7 separate regions of the Mus musculus genome follow, and regions 1, 2, 3, 4, 5 and 6 are each linked to region 7. Evidence: chromatin contacts called from public Hi-C, HiCAR-type, Micro-C and promoter capture Hi-C data. All regions are on one chromosome and are shown on one strand. The core of a region is the stretch at or near the end of the contact, and the rest is flanking DNA. Distances in the headings are between cores, read along the strand shown. Region 1 holds the start of Prmt2 (protein arginine N-methyltransferase 2). Region 2 holds the start of Arid3a (AT rich interactive domain 3A (BRIGHT-like)). Region 3 holds the start of Ybey (ybeY metallopeptidase). Region 4 holds the start of Pcnt (pericentrin (kendrin)). Region 5 holds the start of Dip2a (disco interacting protein 2 homolog A). Region 6 holds the start of Lss (lanosterol synthase). Region 7 holds the start of Pwp2 (PWP2 periodic tryptophan protein homolog (yeast)).

Region 1 (2,781 bases), core at 184-2,683, 1.9 Mb after region 7:
TACAGGTGGTTTGTGAGCAACCTAACATAGGTGCTGGGAACCAAACTTGGGTCTTCTACAAAAACAGTAACTGCTCTTAACTGCTAAGCCACCTCCAGCCCTTACAAAGCCACATTCTTTATTCAGCCACCACAGGTACCCTTTCCTATGTTAGGTTAGCAAGGGTGGATCCTAGTGCCTGGAGCCTGAGCTTCGTGGCACCAGCAGGCTTTCAAGAATAGGTCTCAGGCCTGCCACACTGGGGGCTCTGAGGACAGTTTTTTCTGCCTTGGAAGATTGTGGGAAACTCTTTTCAACCTGTGGCATCCTGGCTCAGAGCTTCAGCCCTCTTCATCTGGTGGAAATGGAAAACTGGGCAGATTTAAAAAAAGGACCAGGTCCTCACACAGACAGACCCATCCCTTGGCTGCAGTTCATTGTGCGACTCCACTGAACCGATGGACTGAAGGCACAACAGGTGTGGTTTGCACAAGCCTTGCAAGCCCTGAGATGCCTCACAGCAGGTTTGGAATGATTGATTATGTTATGAGCTGTGGTGTTTCTACTGCACGAACCGAAGCATGATGGTTTAATTATAGAAAACAAAGAATTTTAATATTTCCCTATCATTCCTCAGCATGTATTAGAGTGTCTAGATTATATTGGACAAACGCATCCACCTAATTAGTATGCAAATCTGCTTTTGTCTCTAGTCAGTGGTAAAATTGTGTGTATGCCGAGTTTTACAATAAATTCTTTTCTGATTCACTTATCAGTAAATGTTTGATTCGTATGCCTATTTTAGATACCTAGAGTCGCTGAAAAACTTTCTGAGTAGGATGGGATTGCTAGTGGAGAAAGCTTAAGAAACCTTGCTTAGGGTCACCTGATGTCAGTGTCATTGCTCCTCCGCCCCCAACCCCTTCAGCACAGGATCTTCAGGACTTGGGGTCTCTGGTGTGTTTCGTGTCTCAGTAGCTATGTTGGTTCCACGATCAAAACTTAGTCCAAGATACTGTAGGGGGGTCCCATTCTGCAGAAGCTGATTCAGATCAAAACTAGGTTATTAAGCATTCGGAGAAGGGCATCAAACACACCGGCAGTCCCAGGTACACTCAGGACAGCGCTAGTACGCACTCCTGCTTCAGCCTGCCAATTGTTGCCTCGGTTCGAATCCGCTGGGGGCGCGGTCTACACCACCTGTGGCCTCCAACCCGGAGTCCAGTCTTCCCACAGATCTCCCGGTAAGTCGATCCTTACACTTTCTCACCTGCGTCTTGCAGCCTTAAGGCCCAATGCGACCGGCCGGAAGCAGGGACAGAAAATGCGCTTGCGCTGAGTGACAAGCTCTTAGAGAAAACCCCTGTCTCAAGACTATCTACAGCTACCAGCACCGAGTTTATACACACTGCGCTTGCGCAGGACACCCAGGCCTGGGCGGGGCGTGCTCTTCGGCCAGCTGGAGTGCTCCGCGCTTGCGCAGGTCCAGGGCGGCGGCTCAGGCTTCGGGTGGGCATCGTCTGTTCCTTTCTGGTATAGCCTAGAATTCAGCGGAGAAACGCGGCTGAGGTAGGTTTCTTAATGGACAGCTTAGACATCTGGATCGCAAGTGAGGCAGGGCAAGCTAGGCAAAAGGTCTTCCCTGTGCATGTCTCCAGCGCACTGAGGCCTCCGCCCCCTCTGGAGGCTTTAGAGTGCCCTCTCGAAGGTTCTATTCCAGCTACCCCCTCCCCTTTTCTCAGCACCGTCCGCCCTCTTCGCTCTCCTTTCGCTGCACCTCTCAATTCCCCCTGCGCACCTCCGCTGGCTCTTAGAGCCACGCCCTTCCAGGACCACGCCCACCTGCCTTCTGTATCCCGAGCCACATCCCCCATGCCTCTATATTCTTGGCCTCTATGGCCTCATCTGCTTGGCCTGGAGAACCCTCCAATTCATTGTCTTTCTTCCTCCGGGCACCCTCCCAGGCTTTTCACTGAAAATATAATTGTAAATAATTTGTGATTCTAATTATTACGAAGTAAGTATGAAGTCCAGATCTGGACGCACAACAGGCGTTTAAACAAAGAATCGATGTAATCTCAGAGCCAGTTAGGGTTACATTGCCCCTGGGGGTAAAAAAATAGAATTAAAGAACAGGAGGGTGTCGGGCATGGGGATTTCAGTTCTGCCTGTGGGTTAGGTCAAGTACTGGGCAAGGTGTTTTAATTTGAGTTTAAGCTATTAAGTGTTCCTAAAAAAAATGATACTGATTTATTCTAAGTAAAAAGAGGCTTCATAAATATCTCTTAAAAAAGGAGACTTCAGAGGAATAAATCTAGCATATTAAAGGAAGCACACAGCATTTGGATTTTTTAATTTAAAAAGCCCTCTAATGAATTGTGATGATAAAACGCCAATCCTGTTCCATTCTTAACACATACAGTAAACTGTAGCCGTGAAATGAGATTACTGACCAGGCAGTGTAACACTTTGTGCTTCTCTCTCTTCTTTCAAGTAGGCATGGGAGAGAAACTGAAGTAAAGCCCCAGTTATGAGACATGATCATATTGAACTATGGAGGCACCAGGAGAAGGTCCCTGCAGCGAGTCACAGGTCATCCCGGTTCTGGTACGTAAGAGCCACGTGTAATGATCATACAGAGGAACAGTACCAGCTTACAGGGGTGATGTCACTCTCCTTGTCTCTCAAGGTCCTGGCTCACAGGAGGATGCTTGAATTTAGAGAACGTTGAGGCAGGGGGATGGGTCTGGTCATTAGGTCCCATGCTGTGTATTGTCATGAACACTTCAGGGGACACTTCAG
Region 2 (3,132 bases), core at 379-2,878, 1.7 Mb before region 7:
TATAGACCCCTCCCCCAGCCCTTTGTCCTTGGCCCCCACCCTCAATTTATGGCATTCTCAGAAAGATCTACTAGGAACTGGTAGCTGGTGTTTGTGGAAGGGGGATCTGGCTGCAGTGGGGAAGAGACCCAGAGCCACACCCTAGTCCCCCCACCACCTCCAAGCCTCAGGTCAGAGAGAGAGAGAGAGAGAGAGAGAGAGAGAGAGAGAGAGAGAGAGAGAGAGAGAGAGAGGGAGGGAAGGAGGGAGGGAGGGAGGGAGAGAGGGAGGGGGAGAGGGAGAGAGGGAAGAGAGAGAGAGAGAGAGAGAGAGAGAGAGAGAGAGAGAGAGAGAGAGAGAGAGAGAGAGGTCACTAGCTCGGCCAGGCCTTGCAAAACACGGTTATTTGGAGTTGTGCAAGGCCAGGGCCCGAGGGTGGCGAAAGGGGCCCCTCTCTCCTCCAAGGGAGGTGGAGGGGGAAGGGCAGGAGCTGGGGAGGGGGCTGGGAAAGAAGGCACTGTGCCCCCCCAGGAGACGTGTGCAAAAACACACCCCAGTCAGAGGACAAATGTAAAACAACAACAAAAAAACAAACAAACAACCCCCCCAGTGGAGTCGGTATTTCAAAGGCTTCTTGGAAAGAGCGAGCTGGGGAGGGGGGGTGACCCTGCTGCCCAAGTCGTAAAAAACGGAAGATATTTGACAAACCCGCTGCGAGTTGACACACACGCGCGCACTCCGCGCTTCCTGCTCCCTCTTTTGTGTCGGGGGGGGGGGGGCAGGGGACCCTACCGGAGGGATCTGGATGGGCGCACCCCGCGGGGCAAGTGGAGACCCCAGTCCCAGTAGTACACTGGAGCTAGGGAACGAAATGGGGGGGGGGAGATGGGCGGACCCCGCTGGACACAGGTTTGGAAGAGAAAAAGAACTGTAGGTACCGGGGCGTGGTGGCGCGCCCGGCCTGGGATTTTCCCAAGCACTTGGGAAGGAAAGCTGCGGCAGGGGGATGGCCTCGAGTTTCAGGCTAGTCTGAGCTTTAACTCGAGTTCTAAGTCAGCCCGTACTACACAGTAAGATCCTATCTCCAAACATCTTTTTTAATTAATAAGAAAAAGCAAAACCATGTTCCCAGAGCGCAGCCCCCAGTCCTCTGCGCGCGCGCACATACACAGACACACACACCCCGGGTCCGTTTCCTTCCGCCAGGGGACAGCGCGCACTCGCGACCCCCGCGCACTCGTGTACCGGATGAAGGTCTCCAAGATCTACAACCGCAACAGCCACCCCAACTCTGATCCGTCAAGTCGCATACTCAGCCCTGCACCCCTCTACGCGCGCGTCTTTGCCTAACTTTGGAGACCCCGCAATTGTCGGTTTCCAGGGTGCCCTACGCTGCCACCTTTAGGAGAGATCGCTAGAGCCGCGCTGCAAAAGGCCTTACCGCCCGGGGTGGCCCGGGGGGCGCATGCCCCGGTGCCCGGAGCCCAGCCCAGAGTCCAGCCTGCTGGTGGCCTCCGGTGGCCTCTCTCCCCCTTGGCCTCCCCCTGGTGCCCAGTGCACGCTCCTGGCTTCGGGGTCACCCGCCTCACCGAGTCTCCAGGCCGCGTCTACATCTCCATCCGTCTGGATCGGATAGGGACGAGGTCTCCGCGCGCGACCGGGCCCCCCGCCCCGCCCCTCCCCCACCCAGCAGACGAATCGCCGTGTGACAAATTGCTCTCAGATGCAAATACCTCGCCGGTGATTCAGCAGCCCCGGGGACGCAGGAGGAGGTGGTGGGTGTCTCTCCAGGGTCCCCCTTTCCAAGCTTTCCCAGGACACCACACCGGGGTCCCCCTTCTCCAACTCAATCTGAGGACGTCCACGGTGGGAGGAGGTGGAGGGGAGCCGGAGAGCCGCCACAGAGTGGACGGAAAACTTCAGGTCGCGGCCCCTTTAAATGATAATAAATAATAAAAGGAAGGGGGAACCGGACTGAGGGACGCTCCGCCCCCATCTTAGGGACCGTGCGCAAAGTGCACGCCGCAGCCCACGGCGCAGAGGCCGCGAGCGGGAGGGCGGGGCTGCGAGAGCCCCATCGCGGGAATCCCGAAGAGTTAAAAAGGGTTCCTCGCCCCACCTCTGAGCGGAAAGTCACCTGGGCCCCCGGCCGTTTCCTGGTTTCACCCGGAACGCAAGATGGATAAGCCAAGCTTGGAGCTGGAACCTCCGCCCACTATGCTACCCTAACCTTCCGGGCCTGAGGCTCCACGTCTCTGAAATGGGCTTAAAAACCCCCGGCTAGGCTAGATCTGCGGGGGCTGGGACGCTGGGGTGTGAGGGCGCTGCGTGCGCAAAAGCACCGGGTTGGGCTGCGCGCGCGTTCGAGGAAATGCGAGGAACCGTGACGACCGTACCTAGGAGCGAGGGAAAGGAGGGCCATCCTTTAACCAACTCAGTGAAGCCCCTGCCTCGGTCTACCCAGTTCGTCTCGGGAGAGTACTGGATTCTGAGGTCCCATTTTGCAGGCTGGGAAACCGAGGCATGATGTGAGCTCAGCTAGAAGTTGAGACGATTCTAGTGGGTAACGCCAGTGCTCAGGGCAACCCCCGACCTCGACTAGTTCCCCATAGGTGGTGCTCAGGTCCCTTGTTAGACTGTTGTGGGGATCTTGAGCAGTCTGCCCCTTGAAAGCCACTTGTGTGAGTGTCTGGAGAGATGGGGTGGCTCCGGCCAATCCAAGTTCCCGGAATCCTCCCTAGAATCTGAGACTGCAGCAGTTGCTTGGAACCTTAGCCTGCAAGGCTAAGAAAGTTGCAGGTGGCAGCGAACTGCGCCTTCAAACTTTAGACACCTTGATGTGTTGGGGTGTGGCCCCGGGGTGGAGCTGGGCCTGCACACCAGCATTCTTCTCCAGCATCAAACGGGCTACTAGCAGATCTTTCTCCCTCTAATCATCTTGTGTGTCCCCTGTAAACTTGGGCAACCCCCCAAAACATTCTGCCAAGATAATGAAAGCAACATACATTCCCATTCTCTCTCTCTCTCTCTCTCTCTCTCTCTCGTGTCTGTGTGTGTGTGAGAGAGAGAGAGAGAGAGAGAGAGAGAGAGAGAGAGAGAAAGAGACCGAGACCAGAAGGGCTTCAGCAGCTCACGCATAGAGGTCCTAGGAAA
Region 3 (3,116 bases), core at 4-2,503, 1.7 Mb after region 7:
CGTATTGCCGGGCACAGAGGAACTCGAAGTAGCTGCGAAAGAAGGTGTGGATTCGAGACTAGAGAAGAGTCCCACACTTGAGGTTTGGGTGAGTCCAAATGCTGGCAAGGAGGAAGAATGGCTTCCTCCAGAGGGTGTTGCAAAGCTTGGTACTTGTGAAAACGCCAGGCTCTTGCTGGGTGTGCTGTTCTGTCCAAAAAGGGAAGGCTGGCCAAATCGAAATGGTGATTTAGTCTGATATGTTCCCGTGGTGCTGGAAGATACCGCAAAAGCACTGGGCTGCTGCCCTCCGAAGGGGTTCACCGGGTGCATCTTCAAGCCAATTATCTGAAGGCAATAAATATGGACTATACACAAGTAGCTCTCCTCTTTAAATTATCTGTTGCCAGGGGAAGCTCTCCTTCATCCTCAGGATGACCTGGAAAAAAAAAAAAAGGTTAGGACATCACAGCATATTTTGCTCCAACTCTTAAATCACAGAAATTCTAAGACAATTATTTAAAAGGCAAGGGCACAACGGGCCGCCGACCACTCACAGATCAACAGGTTTTGGACACAGGGTATTAGAAATGGATTATGGTGTAAGGGAGGTTTAAAGATTTTTTTTTCTTTTTCTTTTCATTAAAGACAAGGTCTCGTAAAACGGGCTTGGTGGCGCATGCCTTTAATCCCAGCACTCGGGAGGCAGAGGCAGGCAGATTTCTGAGTTCAAGGCCAGCCTGGTCTACAAAGTGAGTTCCAGGCCAGCCAGGGCTATACAGAGAAACCCTGTCTCGAAAAACCAAAAAAAAAAAAAAAAAAAAAAGACAAGGTCTCGCTTAGCCCAGGCTTGCCTCAAGCTTACTACAATCAAGCACAACCTTAAGTTCCTTTCTTCTGCCTCGGTCTCCCTTCTGCTGGGACCACAGGTGTGCTCCAGCAGGCTTAGGTGAAGCCTGATCCGTTATGATTAAAATAAAAATGCAAAGCATTTTATTCAATTGATACCTTCTCGGGGAAAAAACAAGCAAACAAACAAACAAACAAAACCTCAGTAATAAGACGGGAACACATCACTTATCAGATTCTTGCGATCTCCAAGGCAAAATAAATAAATAAATAAATAAAAACACAAAAACCGTAATTTAAAATGTTACTGCTTTGGGTTCCTACCATCTCATTTTTCTCCCGGTAACTCGAACTTGCGATGCCCTGGTCTAGAAATAATAGCTTTTTATCCCCGATGCTTAACACTCCGGAAGCCGGCCGCTAGGTTAACAGACGCCTTCGAGCGAAGACTAGTGAAGGCCTTCAGCAACTCGGCAAAGACACAAGGGACAGCGGAGGCCGCGGAGGGAGGAGCAAGTCCGCCAGATACGGCCACTGTCGCCAGCGCTTGTGCTCGCCCACAGTCTGCGTGCAGCCTCTACCGGGCCCACCGCACCGCAACAAACCGGCCACTGGAGCGGGCTCTTGGGTGTGCGCTACGGACATCAAATTTGTAGGACCAACTTCCGGTCCTCCGCATCCGGCTTCCGCTCTCTGGGGTGTGCTGCTGCTGATCTTCCGGCAGGCGGCCCGCCAGACCCCCGACCTTCTTCACGGTCGGATTCGGTAAGTGCACGGCGATCCCGCATTGTGCGGCGTGGAAGCCCCTCGTTCGTGCGTGGATCCTCCAGCCTGAGTGCCCGAGAGACGCTGGACCCACAGCGACCCCATTTGCTCACCCACACTCATCCTCACCTGGTCCTGCACCATTGCAACCGCCCCAAACCACTTGCCTTATTCTGCACGTTGTGCCCAGTCTACCCTGTTTATTAGTTTCCTAGGGTAAATAAAGGTGATTTCCCTTAGCATTGCCACCAGATAAATCCCATCAAATAAAGTTTTATTGTGAGCGCGTGTGTGTTTTTACATAACTTATCACTCTCTAGTAGTTACGGGTCTTTTCTCGAACTTTAACCACAGGTTCCTTCCAACCATTTTTTTTTTTTTTTAAAGGGCTGGGTGTTCTTCCCGAAATGAGTTTGGTGATTAAAAATCTGCAGCGGGTGGTCCCCATCAGAAGAGTGCCACTTCGCAGGAAGATGGATTTAGTCAGGAGTATCTTAGGAGTGAAGAAATTTGACCTGGGGATCATCTGTGTTGACAACAAGACTATTCAGAACATTAATAGGATCTACAGGAATAAAAATGTCCCAACTGACGTGCTTTCTTTCTCATTTCATGAGGTAAATATGTATACCTCATATTTAAAATAAATATATATGTATGTATATATGTTCTTCTCGTACAGCTTACCTTCCTTCCAGAATAGTTCCTGTTAATTACATTACAGATCTGGTTATCTTTGATTTTGAAGTTTTCTGGAAATGCACTGAAGTCTAGCCTGGTGTGACTGTGCATGCCTTTAATCCCATCTATCCAAGAGGCAGAGGCAGTCGAATCTTTGTGAGTTCAAAGCCACCTTTGGTCTGCCTGGTTAGTTTAAGGCCAGACAAAAGCCACATAAGAAGCCCCTTTCTCAGCCGGGTGGCAGTGGTGGCACACACCTTTAGTCCTAATGCTTGGGAGGCAGAGAAAAGCAGATCTCTGAATTCAAGTCCACCCTGGTGTTACAGAGTGATTAACAGGACAGCCAGGGCTACAAAGAGAAACTCGGTCCAAAAAAAAATCCTCTCTATCTCAAAAACAAGCAAATAAAAAACAGAAATGAAGCAATATGACATAGACCCATTAAGTATGTCTAGCCCTAAACATCACAATTCCTCTATGCAGGGACCACTCTCACTAACTCAGTGCCCTCAGGAAATTCAAATAAGAGTGTCTGCAGTTTTAAGTGTACCTCAGTAGTAAATGCTTGGACAGAAAAGTAAAAACTGGTAAGCATTATCAACAGATTCCCTTGCGATAGATAGCTACAAGGAACCACATTGTCTAAATAGCTTCCCCCATTGTTAGCAGAAGAAATGGGAATACTCCTTTTGGGGAATGAATTGGTAGTAAATGGTGCTTCAAAGGATAGAAAAGAGAAGGAAAGAGCCAAGGATGCAGGCTTAACCCTGGAAAGTTAAGCCTTGTGATTGTGGCATAAAATAAGGTCAGGCACCCGTGCAGAGTGGGCATGGTGGTCAGGC
Region 4 (3,165 bases), core at 658-3,157, 1.7 Mb after region 7:
GCATGTGGTTGCCAGTACTGACAAGGTCAGAGGCAGCTAATCCCCCTTGGAGCTGGCATTATAGGCAGTTGTGAGCTGTTTGACATGGTTGCTAGGAACCAAACTCTGGTCCTTTGTAAGAGCAGTATGCACTCAATGCTGGCTGCTAGTTCTCTGTTAACCTGGGACAAGTTATAGTCGTCTGAGAGAATTTAGATGCCAGAACCCACATCTGGTTCTAAGAGAAGGGAACCCCACTGCAGAAAATGTCTTCTTAACATTGGGCTTTAAGCAAGCAAGTCTTTTTATTTTATATTTACATAGGGTCTCTCTTTTTAGCCCTGGCTGGCCCTGAACTCAGAGACCCACCTCTCCAGTGCTGGGTATAAGACACGTGCCACTATACGAAGCAGGGATTTCCTTAGTGAGTGAGGGGGTAATTTAGATCCCAGAACCCACATCTGTTGACGCACAATTGCCTGTAACTCCAGCTTTAGGGCATTTAACACCCTCTTCTTACCTCTAAGGATACCTGCCAGTTCCACACAGAGACACAAACATACTCATAGTTCAAAGAAATAAATATTATTAGGTATTTATTTATACTTTAAAAATTATTTTATGGGTACCAATGTGCGCCACATGAGTTTTTGGTGCCCTCAGAAGCCAGAGGTGTGCATCAGATCCTCTGAACTGGAGTAACAATTGTGAGCCACCATTGGGTACTGCGAATCAACTGGGGGTTCTCTGGAAGAGCAGCTAATGCTCTTAACTGCTGATCTCTCCAGTCCTTTAAGTTTTGATATGTAAAATATGACCGACCACCCTTCAAACATTCCTTAAATATTGCATGGCTCAAAGACTGAGACCAACATATCCTAGAGGATAGGTCTGTCCAGAGGGACCCCCACCCACTCAGTGTTTTCATCAGTGCAAGAGACACTTCCTAAGAGGCTTGAAGTCTTTTGAGTCATGAAAGTGAAACAATTTATTTTTTGGATCTTGTAAAGTTGGGTGTCAGCCTAGAGAGAAGGCAAAAACGGCTGTCATGCAGATTTGGTATAAAATAGGTTTTATAGCCCTTACGGCATTTCCCTGTTCCCAAATTCCACACTACTGAGTTCTTCAGGAGGATTCATTCTTATAGGCATTACCCTCTCTCCAGCTTCCCTATCCTATCCGTGCAGGATGCAAAGCTCTTGACATATATCCTGGAGCTCAGATCCTCTCCTTTTATGTTAGTCATGTTAACAGCCTGCAACGTTTCAACCCAATGATAAATTAATAAATGTTAGGCAAGAAAGAACCTGCTGCCGGCTAGGGAATCCAAGGGCCCAATCCTCCTAATTTCCTGTAATCCACCGATGAGCTTTAAACGCGCCTCTTACTACAAATGGACCATAGTTTCTTTATTTCCTTATGGCAGAAAGACTTTCCTGGTAGAGGTGATGGATGGAGTGAGAGTCAGGTGCCTGAACACACAGCGACTCTGTACATTGAAGCGTGTGCGTGAATGCAAAACGGCCCTGGGTGGCAACTCTGGGGTCCACTGGGGACAGCGGTCTAAGTTTTAGGTGTCATTCAATGAGTAACTCTGGCTATACTCTGTTCTTTGGATTTGGATTGAAGACAGGGGACCGTGTTCAGGAGGGGCCGAAGTGGTCAAAGAAGGGAAGCAGGACTCCCAGTTGACTGCACCTGAGAACCAAAAGTGGGGGCTGGTGGATCCTAGAGGATGCCCCAGTGTTCGCAGAAACACATCGCGACAGAAAAAACGACTTTGGCAAAGTGCGGGAGAGAGTGCCCAGAGCGCACCGGAGGCATGGAGAGCCGCTGGTATGTAAGTCCTCCTCCTGTCGGGAGAGGGCGATAGGTAGCACCGCCTCGGGAAAACGGTTTGTCCAAACCTTCCCGCCGCCCAGTCGACGAACGCCCGCGAGCCCCGGGAACGCCGCGCCTCGCTCATTGGCGTGGATGAAGAGGGTGGAGAGCGTCGGCGTACCAATTGGGGACCAGAGAGATGGCTCTCCGCCCTTGGAGCGTCAGCGGAGCGCGCGTGCGCAAGGCCACACGGGGCTCCGGATTGGCGGGGCGAAGCTGACAGTTGTGTGTATGGGGGGTGGGGAGGCGAGTGGGTGAAGGGAGGGAGTGTAAATAGAGCGAAGGCGGTGTCGCCGCCGCCCTGTCACCTCCGAGCGACTCGCCGGGAGCCCAGGTGGAGATGGAAGACGAGCAGGAGCAGCGGCGCAGGAAGGTGGAGGCTGGGAGAGCCAAGGTTAGACGGTAGCATCCTTCTCTCAGCTTTGCGGTGGGGAAGAAATCCTAAAGCGGTTCCGGTGCTCAGACCGCCGCTTGACACAAGCGGTGGCGGTGGAGCAGTGGGAACTGCCGGGCGCTTGTCCTTCCCGCCGCTTCTGCGGAATTCACTTCCTAGGCGCCGCCATCTTGAATCCAGCGCCCTCTGTCTCGCTCCGCCCTATTACACCCACAGCCAATCAGCGTCAGAGACGTACGACTTGTAGGTGGGCCCGAGCGCCATGGGCGGGTCCTGGTCACCTAGCATTCTTAGTTGTTGTGCTTCCGGTGCTCAGGCACTTTCCTGAGACTAAACTGTCCAAGGCTTTTTAAAGACCGTCTTCAGACTTTATTTTCCCAGGGAACCAAGAACTTTGCTCCCTAGTGGTGTCCTGTTGTTGTATTTCGTTGTTCGCTCTCTGGCCGGGCCCCACAACTGCCATACTACCGAGGGTCCTCTTCTCACCTCCTTCTGCCTCAGATTTTGAATTTGTTTGAGACTCTACCCTGGGAACACTTGTGGCTGTTAAGATAGTTGTTTTGTTTTTTTGTTTTGTTTTGTTTTGTTTTTTTCGAGACAGGGTTTCTCTGTATAGTCCTGGCTGTCCTGGAACTCACTTGGTAGACCAGGCAGGCCTCGAACTCAGAAATCCTCCTGCCTCTGCCTCCCAAGTGCTGGGATTAAAGGCATGCACGACCACTGCCTGGCAAGATAGTTATTTGAAAGGTGATGGGGATTCAGAGGAAGAGAAGGTGCGAACATTTTGGAAGTGGATCTCTGGCCAGCTATCATGGCTGTGGAACCAGAGGCTGTGTCCCTACCCTGTACTGTCAGGACAGTATAGCTATAGCCTTCATGAAAGGGCTGTGTTGATTTTGTGGTTCGCCTAG
Region 5 (2,905 bases), core at 312-2,811, 1.8 Mb after region 7:
GCAGTCTTACAGTTGAAGGACATCTGGCGCCCTCTCTGGAATTCTTTGGTACTGCATGCATGTGGTGCACAGGTACACACTTGCCTGCAAAACACCCACACATAAAATAAACCTTAACAAATGTTAAATGCTCTAAAGTGTTGTTAAATGCTGCTTAAAACGTTTTGTGTTGAATTTTTAAGTCTTTATTGTAAACACTTTTTTGTTCCGACGTCAATAAATAAAAATTCAGCTCTTTGAAGGACAAGGACATCATTCCCTTCCTGATTCCTGGCAGCCTAGAGTGAGGGACTGTCAGCTAAGCAGCTCCTTCCCCAGCAACCTGCTGGAATGCCTTCAAGTCTGGCTGTTTTCCGTACTTTACAGTCAATGTGAAAATACTCCAGCAGCAAGCTAATCTACTACAATTGAATCCAGGAGACCTGGTCCAGGAAACCTTGCTCTGGCCACACCCACTCCAGACAGTGCACCCGCCTCGAAAGGCGAAGCCCAGATGCTTTTTTTTTTCTCGACCAGTAAACTTTCGGCAGCTATTATTCATTCAAGAGGACAGGGAACACTTCCTTAGAAGAAACCATTGATCAGAGAAACGTGAGAAGTGTTGACCAGCTTTCATGCAAAGCTTGTGACTGCTTCCTATATAAACCTGTGACCTGCGGAAATAAATAGTCCCTCGTTTGCATACCACACCTCCTGCCTGTATAACCAGATTAGTCAGCTCAAATCAGATGTTTTAAAATCAGTTGGGGACACCTTCCTATGCTGTTCCTTGTGGATGTAATATTAGGCTCACTGAAAGCCTCCAAAATGGTCTTTTTTGTTGCCTACCTGGGATTTTTAATATATGTAGACAGTGGCAAGAGGGTGGCTAATGAGTAGTAGAAATAAAATTGTGTGTGTGTGCGTGTGTGTGTGTGTATATATATGTATGTAAGTATGTATGTATGTATGTATATACATGTTTATACGTATATGTGTATATATACCGCCACTCTGAGAATAGCTCCTTCAAAAATCCCACTAAGGTTTCCAACATGTCAGATCTATGCTTCCATGCCCCAAGGACATCTCAAGGACTGAGACACTGCCAGAGCTCCTTCTTGGTCAATGTCAGAGTGCTTCCAGGGTTATTGTGAAAGGGAATAAGCAAACACACTTTAAGGGCGGCAGAAAACCCGCCAGAGTTAGCTGATACCATAGCAGGAACGCGGACAGAATTAAGCGTGCCAGCAGGGCTCCTGAGGAAGAAGAAGGTGGGGATCCCGGAGGAGGGTCACCTGGGCGACATTGAAGTCCGTTCGGTGGGGTCGCACGTCTCCCGAGGCGCCTCTGTCCAGCTCTCCCGCCCGCCGCTCCTCTCGCACCCCGAAGCGGAGTAAAGCTCCGGGCTGCTCCGGCGTGTCTTATTGGCCAATGGAACCGAGCCTTTAAAGTTGCTGGGCGGGGCCGGCCCGGCGTACCCGCGCAAGCGTTGCCCCGCCCCTCAGCCGCGCACGCGCGTCCCCAGCGCGCTCCCGGAGCCGGAGCCAGCCGCGCTCGCGCCCGTGCCCGCGCCCCTGCGAAGCAGCCCCGGCCGCGCCCCGCCCGCTGCCGGCTGCGGGCGGCCGCTGCGGGTCTGCAGGCCCCGGTTGGGGGAACGCCTGAGCCACCGGCCATGGCCGACCGCGGATGCCCTCTGGAGGCGGCGCCGCTGCCCGCCGAGGTGCTCGAGAGCCTGGCGGAGCTGGAGCTGGAGCTGTCCGAAGGTGAGCCGCGGGTTCCCCCCACCCCCCACCCCGCCAGGGACCCTCGCCCGAGACCCCGCCCAGGGACCTCCGGGAGCGTCACCCCCGGAACCTGCGGGTACCCTCATACGGGATCCCCGCCGGCCTCTCCTCGGCATCCCTGTCTGGGCCGCTCGCCGGAGAGCCCGCCAGCTTCTGCAGACTGGCGGGTGCCCGGCCTCCGAAGGACACCGGGAGGGACTGGCTTGGGAGGTGGGCCTAGGCGCACTCTTGCTGCCCGACCGTCAAGGCCACGGTCCAGGTCCGGGCTTCCAGCGTGTGCCCTGCAGCCTGTCGGCCAGCAGGAAGCCCGGGATGCAGAAGCCGAGCCCCACCCCTGGAACCTCAGACTGCCTCGTGAGCCTCAGTTTCCTCATCTAGAAAACGAAGCAAAAGTACACTTGCGCCTTGTGGATTATGAGGCTGAAGTGCATTAACCTATAAACATGTAAAACGTGTTTAACACTTAAAAGGTTTATTCCTTTACGGAATTTTGATACAATTACACTGGGGGAGGAGGTGGGGGACAGGCAAGGGTCACGGTGCCTGCGTGGGGAGGTCAGAGGTCAGCTTGCACGGAGCTGGGAGCTGGTGCTCTCCTTCCACCTTGTGAGTTCTGGGAATGAACTCAGGTTGTCAGATTAGAGGGCAAGTGCTCGCCGGGCCAACCCGACAGCCCTCTCTAGGTGAGGATTTTTAAAAAGTTAAAAAGTCAAATAAGTGGTTGTTAGAAACAGACTAGGGAAATAATAGAACTCCAGAGATGGGAGTGGCGCCCTCAATTTGGACGCCTGGGAAAAGAGTTCTGTTCTCCATAAACTGACCTCCAACCCTGGTGGAAAAGCATCTGTGCTTGTTAACTCTGCTTTTGAGACTTAAATGCAATTAGAACTTGTTAGAATCCATCACCCCCCCACCCCACCCCATTTAGATTGTTAAGCTTTGCTGTGGTAGGTTTAGTGAGTTTTTGAGAATTCTCTTTTTCTTTTTAAATATATGCATTTCCCCTGCATGTTTGTCTGTATATCTTATGCGTGCCTGGTGTTCCCTGGAGGCCAGAATTGGGTCCTAGATTCATGTTGGTGCTGTGACTTGAACCCAGGTCTTCTGGAAGAACGGCCAGTGCGCTTAACCACTGAGCC
Region 6 (2,987 bases), core at 88-2,587, 1.7 Mb after region 7:
TCTTCCACAGGTCTCTGAGGTGGAGGGACTTAAATAACGAGGGTTGCTTCTACTCCTGTCTCCGGAAGGAGGTACCACACTTTTTGTTGTTTAGATTGAATTGAGGCAAACACTCACAAACACTGACCCACATCAGCAGCCCTCTTCTTTATTTATTTGTTATCATTTTTGAGATAGGGTCACACTACGTAGACCTGGCTGGCCTAGAACTTGCTCTGTAGACCAGGCTGGCCTCAAACTCACAAAGATCTGCCTGCCTCTGCCTCCTGGGTGCCGGGATTAAAGACCAGCACTACCATGCCCAGCCTCTTTATTTTCTGAGACAAGCTCTACTCAGCTGCCCAGGCAGATCTTAAACTTTATCCTTGTCACAGCCTACTCAGCGGCTAGGATTACAGGTATGCCTGCCGGGCCCAGGTTCATATCTGTTTTAAAAAACAAAAAATTATAAGCCTTATTATTAAAATAAAAAGAAACCTGCAAATTAATAAAAACATCGCACACCAAAATTAACCAAACACAAAGTCTACTCAACTTAATGACCTTGGCATTTGAAAAGGGAGACTGTGAAACTTTCCATAAAATGATGCACTTTCAGTACCCACTATATTTTATGCATTAATCTATTGCCCAAACCACAAAGCCCATGACAGAGTTAGAACTAGAAAAGCAACTAGCTTTACATCTTCTTACATAACTTGTGAACTTTCCTGATCCTCTTATAGTCAGCTTTTCCTCATATCACACTATACCCACATATACATTGGTTTACACATATGCATATATTACTGGCTGGTTGCCTGTTTTTTAAATAAGGCTCTCCACTGTTTCAGAGCTCTGGCTCAGGAAGGCACGGTGTAGGCTGATCAGTGATGGCTTCCAGTCTTGGGATGGAATGGTGCTTTCAGAATCACATCACTTACTGTGTCCAGTCCCAAAGAGTGGGCCTCTAGCCCGGTCTGCTCTCGACCAGGGTCGTCCTCCGCTTGATAATAAGTCCATCTCTGCCGACCCAACTCATTCTGGAGCCGCCAGCGGGTGAGATCGGTGGCGGGCTCAGTTTTATAGGGTCCCCCACGACGCCGCAGACACCTGAGGGGACCAGCGAGAGGAAGCAGCCTTCCTTAGACTCCGCCCAGGTGGGATGCCTGCAATCCAGGCATGCAGAGCCACCAGCCATGCCACCCTGCTGTCCAGACACCTTCCCTGCCACCGCCCTGCCGCGTCCCTCGCAACACCCGCGGGAAGCCCAGGGTCCGCGACTCACGTGCCCTCAGTCATGACAGCACTACTCTCTGCCACCGCTTGCCAGCCCTTTACCTGACAGCCTAGTGCACTGCGCAGGCGCGAGCCTCGGCCGACCGGAACTACTGGGTGGGCCGATGCGAGCTCGGCCAATCAGAGCATCACCAGGTGGGCACGAGAGACGCACCGCGACCACAGTGGCTGGGCGCAGGGCCGCCCGACGCCGCGAGGGCACCAGGGGGCGTGGCTGCGGGGCGGGAAGCGCTTTGGAGGCGGGGCCTATGAAAGAGGCCGGCCTGTGGGCGAGGACGGCCTGTGGGAGGGGCAGGCCCGTTGGAGGGGCGGGGCGGGATGGGGGGCGGGGCCGGCCCCTCTAGATCCTTATTGATGACAGCCTTGGACTTCTGGTCTGGGTGTTCTGAGCCGGGATACCTACAGGGTTGGTGAAAAATGGCCCCTCCGACATGCAGGAAAGAGGCCGCGGAAACCACGAGTGCTTCAGAAGTACGGAAGAGGCATGAGTGACCTGAGGTGAAACTAGCGTTGATCCGAGGCACCACATGGACCATCATGGGGCAGGGGCCTTGACCCGAGTGAAGGGAGGAGGAAACTATGATGACACGTAGTTGGGAAGAGGGTCAGAGTAGTGTTCTCAGAAAGCGGGCACAGGCTCCTCACAGGGAGCAGCTGCAGAGTGTGCAGAGGGCTGTGTCCTGACTCCCATTAGCAGGTAGAGTTCCACTTCCCTAGCCACAGCACTACTCTCAGGATACCTGGAGCTTGGAGTCCTACAAGTTAAAGGGGGAAAAGCCTTGATTATGTTTGACAGTAGAGAGGGAAGCAGGAAAGCCTGTGGTATGCCGGCAGAATCTAGTAGAGACGTGCAATGAAGAACATTTGAACAGATAGTATTTGAGAAGCATTGCTGGCATGCAGGAATGACGACCAGAGATCAGAAAAATATAATTCCAAGAACTCCCAGCGGTACAGTGTGTCCTACAGAGTGCCGACTTACTTACAACTACCCAAACCCGATAGCCTCCCTGCACCTAGCCCTCAAAACGCTGCCAAGGAAGGGGCCATGAACCACAAATCAGAGAAGGAAGAAGTAAGAGGCAAAGAACACTCACACACCTTCCCTAGATGGAAAATCGGAATTTTAGATGGCTAGTCAAGAACACTAACCTCTTCTTTGCCCAGTTTAGAAACTTGTAAAGATATAAGACAAGGCATTTTAACTGAGCCTTGCCTCAGACTATTGATTTGGGGACTGGAGGCCAATACTTAAGTCCAGTGCGTAAGAGCACTTGCTGCTCATTCAGAGGACCTGGAATTGGTTTATAGCACCCACATGGTGACTCACAGCCATCTATAACTTCAGTTTTAAGGAATCTAATGCCATTTTCTGACCTCCTCAGTCACCAGGCATGTGTGAGATGTAAGTACATACATGCTGGTTAAAACACCCGTACACATTAAGTTTTTAAAATTCACAATAGAAAAGTCAGTTTGAGCTGGGCGTGGTGGCACACGCCTTTAATCCCAGCACTCCAGAGGCAGAGGCAGGCAGATTTCTGAGTTCAAGGCCAGCCTGGTCTACAAAAGTGAGTTCCAGGACAGCCAGGGCTATACAGAGAAACCCTGTCTCGAAAAACAAAAACAAAAACAAAAAAGCCAAAAAAAAAAAAAAAAAAGTCAGTTTGAACAGGGCTGGCTAACTGCTTCATAATGACTGCTTTTCC
Region 7 (3,123 bases), core at 114-2,613:
TTTTTTTAAGATTTGTTTATTTATTATATGTAAGTACACTGTCGCTGTCTTCAGACACTCCAGAAGAGGGCATCAGATCCCATTACGGATGGTTGTGAGCCACCATGTGGTTGCTGGGATTTGAACTCAGGACCTTCAGAAGAGTACTCAGTGCTCTTAACTGCTAAGCCATCTCTCCAGCCCCAGGGTATTTGCTTTTAACTCAGCCAGTAAATAAAGGATAGTACGACGCCCACAACACACCACCACCAAGTGGTTTTCATTTGCAGGAATTGGAGGAATGCTTAAAGAAAATAAACACTGGGGCTGGAGAGATGGCTCAGTGGTTAAGAGCATTGGCTGCTCTACCAGAGGTCCTGAGTTCAAATCCCAGCAACCACATGGTGGCTCATAACCATATGTAATGGGATCTGATGCCCTCTTCTAGTGTGTCTGAAGACAGTGGCAGTGTACTCACATAAACCTTAAAAAAAAAAAAAACAAAAAAAAAACAAACATTTATTTAAAACCCTCTGAAAACCTATTTTATGTGCAGTTTAAAACTAATAAACTTGGGGAGCTGGGTATGCAAATTAGAACTTGGTACTTACTGAATGTCTACAGCCCTCTGAACTCTGTTTTCGGTAAACCTTTGACAGTTGGCCTGCAGATGTCAAGTCCATGTGTGGGGAGGTCTTTGAGACTTGATCCTGGCAGAAAAGCTTCCACCCGGCACTGCTAGCCTCCCGCATCCGTGTGTAGTCCTTTAGAGTGGAGTCTGGCTCTTGAGTTCACCGCCCACCCCCTGAGTTTCATATTTCTGAGTTCTCTACGGTTTTCTAATTATATATATTAAGAATAAAACAAAGGGGAGATCTAAAATGTTGGTAGTTCTGTTATTTCTCATGAAGACACCTTTCTCTGTAAGAGAGTTGGCAGCTCTTGTTCTCTGGGATGGGGTCTAGGAAAGGTGACGGCCGCACCTTGACACTGCAGGCGTTGGTTCCATTTTCACAGTGTTCTGTAACATAATGTCAGAGTAAGGCCGCTGTACTAAGATCGTTTAAAGTGTAAGCATTAAAATTCTAAAAATACACGTTTTAAGAAGAAACTCCGTTTGAACTTGGGTTTTTGTTTTTGTTTTGCACGGTTACAGGCGAGTGTGTGACGATTTGCTCGCTTTCTCAGCTCCGGACTGGGCTCTGCATGGAGACCTAGAACTTAGCTCCATTCTCCACCGTCCTAGCGGTCTCAGCTAGTTCACCGCTACGCAGCGCCTGCGTAGAGGCAGGGTGGTGGCGGGAGTGGGGGTGAGGGAGGGACGGGCGGGGCTTCCCAGGACACTAGGGTTGCGGCTCCGCCCCGGAAGTGCGCGTTTTAAGCGCCGGAGATTGTTTGTATTCCGGAAGTGGTTGCAGTACGGTACCCCACGTGTGGTTCCAGGATGAAATTCGCTTACCGGGTGAGCGGCGGGCCGGGCAGGGGCAACGGGAGGGCGATGGAAGGTTCCGAGGACGCGGGAGAGACCGAGGTCGTTGTCATCTCGGCTGCCTGTGGGAAGCACTAGTGGGTCGACCCATCGCAATCTATTGCTCCTGGTTTATACCAGGAGCTCCGGGCTCCTACCCAACAGGTCTCGGGCTGTACCCAGCCCTGTCCAAACTCCTCTTGCCAGACAACACAGCAATAGCTGCTGAAAGGCTCTTAACAACAAACTTCAAGCAACACCCAGCTCTCTACAGGGCCGCCAGTTCTTGGAGCAGTCTCGACAGCGCTCCTCTGCTGATCATACCTCTTAGGAGCCTAGCTCTGCCTGGTGTTATCTCGTTGCATAGCTGCCCACCTACACCCCAGATCGACTCCTGCCTTAGTTAGCCCAGGCAATCCCAGTAAGCAACTACCCTACTGCTCTGCTGGGCTTTGCAGTGTTTGGACATCTGTCCAATTGCCTATGTGCCGTTTCTATGTGGACATAGAACACAAGGCTCGGGTCTCTACACCCAGCTGTGTCTGCTGGATGGAGATGCTTGCCTTTGATAACTGAATGGATACACCGGGGCACTGATACTTAGCACGGTGGGCGTGGTGAGCATCTCCTGCAGCCCTGTTCACTGAAGCAGCTTCTCTTAGAATGGAGATCCTGTGCCCTTCTGTGCCTGGCAAATGCTTCCTGTCTTGGGAGTATAGTACCATTCAAGGGAACCCTGGGCTCCTGAGAATTAAGTTGGGTTCCTCCTCTGCCCAGGGGCAGGACACACCTATGGTCAGGTACTTTACTACCTATGCCCAGATGCCTCTCATCACCATTTCAGAGAGCTGACGCTGTGTTCTCTGTGTTAAAACTGATTCATTTCCTTTGCAGTTCTCGAATTTGTTGGGTACGGTTTATCGGTGTGGAAACTTAAATTTCACACATGATGGAAATTCTGTTATCAGCCCCGTGGGAAATAGAGTCACTGTGTTTGACCTTAAGAAGTAAGTATGGGGAGACAATGTTAGCAGGGACGTTATCCTCCGTGTGAAGGCTAGCCATCCTCTTTGTGGCTTGCAGGACTACTGGATTTAGGAGGACACAGGTCATGGTAGAGTTGCCTGCTGAGGTCCTCGTTTTTCATTCTAGTATCTAGAACACCAGCATTACTCTTAAAGGGAAAGGAAAAGTCATGTGCCTTTTGGCTGTTGGCTAGCAAGTAGGGGTGGTGGCAGATAGGAAGGTTATCTCAAAAGGTGAGCACTTACTGTGGGGGGAGGGGCGGCTCTAAGGGCCCCAGGACAGGTGGTTTGGAGAGTTCAGGCTGTCTTGGGTCCTTGCTCAACAGCCCTGATGGTTCCCACCTTCCCTGCTGAGATTAGGCTTAGCTTTGCTTGTCCCAACAAATGTGCTGTGGCTCCTTTTCTGACTAGGAATGACTCAGCACTTGACTGTCTGAACGTCTGTAGGCTGATCCCCTCTAGCCTGGGCAAGACCCTCCAGTTCTTCTGGCCACTGTGCTCCCATTAGCTTCAGTTAGCTGGCTAGTCCTAGACCTCCGTTACCAGACACTGTAGGCTGGGCCAGCAGTATAACCTACTGTGCCTGCTGTCGATGGATTACTGGGTCTAGTCAGGTCTTCTGTGTCACTGTCTCTTTAAATAACATCTCAG

What was found. Promoter capture Hi-C pulls out the DNA fragments that hold promoters and counts their contacts. Hi-C and Micro-C count contacts between places; a contact is called where the count stands out from the background. HiCAR-type assays count read pairs that join an accessible place to other places. Capture Hi-C pulls out chosen DNA fragments and counts their contacts.
Region 1: a Hi-C map of CD4 T cells shows a contact between it and region 7, with 8 times the contacts expected there. The contact joins the promoter of Prmt2 here to the promoter of Pwp2 in region 7. A contact is called at or near these places in 1 of 39 promoter capture datasets (liver) and 1 of 484 Hi-C or Micro-C datasets (CD4 T cells).
Region 2: a contact with region 7 is called in a promoter capture Hi-C map of pre-B cells, with 3 times the contacts expected there. The contact joins the promoter of Arid3a here to the promoter of Pwp2 in region 7. A contact is called at or near these places in 1 of 39 promoter capture datasets (pre-B cells), 1 of 484 Hi-C or Micro-C datasets (B cells) and 1 of 115 datasets of contacts at active chromatin or transcription factors (embryonic stem cells).
Region 3: a contact with region 7 is called in a Micro-C map of the G1E-ER4 cell line. The contact joins the promoter of Ybey here to the promoter of Pwp2 in region 7. A contact is called at or near these places in 1 of 39 promoter capture datasets (liver) and 2 of 484 Hi-C or Micro-C datasets (B cells and the G1E-ER4 cell line).
Region 4: a contact with region 7 is called in a promoter capture Hi-C map of liver, with 3 times the contacts expected there. The contact joins the promoter of Pcnt here to the promoter of Pwp2 in region 7. A contact is called at or near these places in 2 of 39 promoter capture datasets (both in liver), 1 of 115 datasets of contacts at active chromatin or transcription factors (pancreatic cancer cells) and 1 of 9 other capture datasets (liver).
Region 5: a promoter capture Hi-C map of pre-B cells shows a contact between it and region 7, with 5 times the contacts expected there. The contact joins the promoter of Dip2a here to the promoter of Pwp2 in region 7. A contact is called at or near these places in 3 of 39 promoter capture datasets (liver and pre-B cells).
Region 6: a contact with region 7 is called in a HiCAR-type map of astrocytes, with 4 times the contacts expected there. The contact joins the promoter of Lss here to the promoter of Pwp2 in region 7. A contact is called at or near these places in 2 of 484 Hi-C or Micro-C datasets (B cells and CD4 T cells) and 1 of 115 datasets of contacts at active chromatin or transcription factors (astrocytes).

The regions. Positions count from the first base shown.
Region 1 is chr10:76,236,517-76,239,297 of GRCm38.p6, reverse strand. It overlaps Prmt2 (protein arginine N-methyltransferase 2), which reads left to right and starts at 1,433. Exons shown (of 11, transcript NM_133182.3): 1 at 1,433-1,548; 2 at 2,477-2,586. The coding sequence starts at 2,533.
Region 2 is chr10:79,925,837-79,928,968 of GRCm38.p6, reverse strand. It overlaps Arid3a (AT rich interactive domain 3A (BRIGHT-like)), which reads right to left and starts at 1,628. Exons shown (of 9, transcript NM_001288625.1): 1 at 1,569-1,628. Gm40715 (a long non-coding RNA gene) reads left to right here and starts at 1,978. Exons shown (of 2, transcript XR_001779822.2): 1 at 1,978-2,507.
Region 3 is chr10:76,467,251-76,470,366 of GRCm38.p6, reverse strand. It overlaps Ybey (ybeY metallopeptidase), which reads left to right and starts at 1,253. Exons shown (of 5, transcript NM_172550.4): 1 at 1,253-1,593; 2 at 1,981-2,210. The coding sequence starts at 2,001. It overlaps Mcm3ap (minichromosome maintenance complex component 3 associated protein), which reads right to left and starts at 1,465. Exons shown (of 29, transcript NM_019434.3): 1 at 1,153-1,465; 2 at 1-418. The coding sequence starts at 312.
Region 4 is chr10:76,441,654-76,444,818 of GRCm38.p6, reverse strand. It overlaps Pcnt (pericentrin (kendrin)), which reads left to right and starts at 1,907. Exons shown (of 42, transcript NM_008787.3): 1 at 1,907-2,254. The coding sequence starts at 2,201.
Region 5 is chr10:76,343,947-76,346,851 of GRCm38.p6, reverse strand. It overlaps Dip2a (disco interacting protein 2 homolog A), which reads left to right and starts at 1,561. Exons shown (of 38, transcript NM_001081419.2): 1 at 1,561-1,745. The coding sequence starts at 1,655. It overlaps Gm40699 (a long non-coding RNA gene), which reads right to left and starts at 1,557. Exons shown (of 2, transcript XR_871838.2): 1 at 1,278-1,557; 2 at 1-84.
Region 6 is chr10:76,529,955-76,532,941 of GRCm38.p6, reverse strand. Lss (lanosterol synthase) reads right to left here and starts at 1,337. Exons shown (of 22, transcript NM_146006.2): 1 at 1,268-1,337; 2 at 924-1,092. The coding sequence starts at 1,281.
Region 7 is chr10:78,183,389-78,186,511 of GRCm38.p6, reverse strand. It overlaps Pwp2 (PWP2 periodic tryptophan protein homolog (yeast)), which reads left to right and starts at 1,363. Exons shown (of 21, transcript NM_029546.2): 1 at 1,363-1,441; 2 at 2,342-2,454. The coding sequence starts at 1,424. It overlaps Trappc10 (trafficking protein particle complex 10), which reads left to right. Exons shown (of 23, transcript NM_001081055.2): 23 at 1-1,090.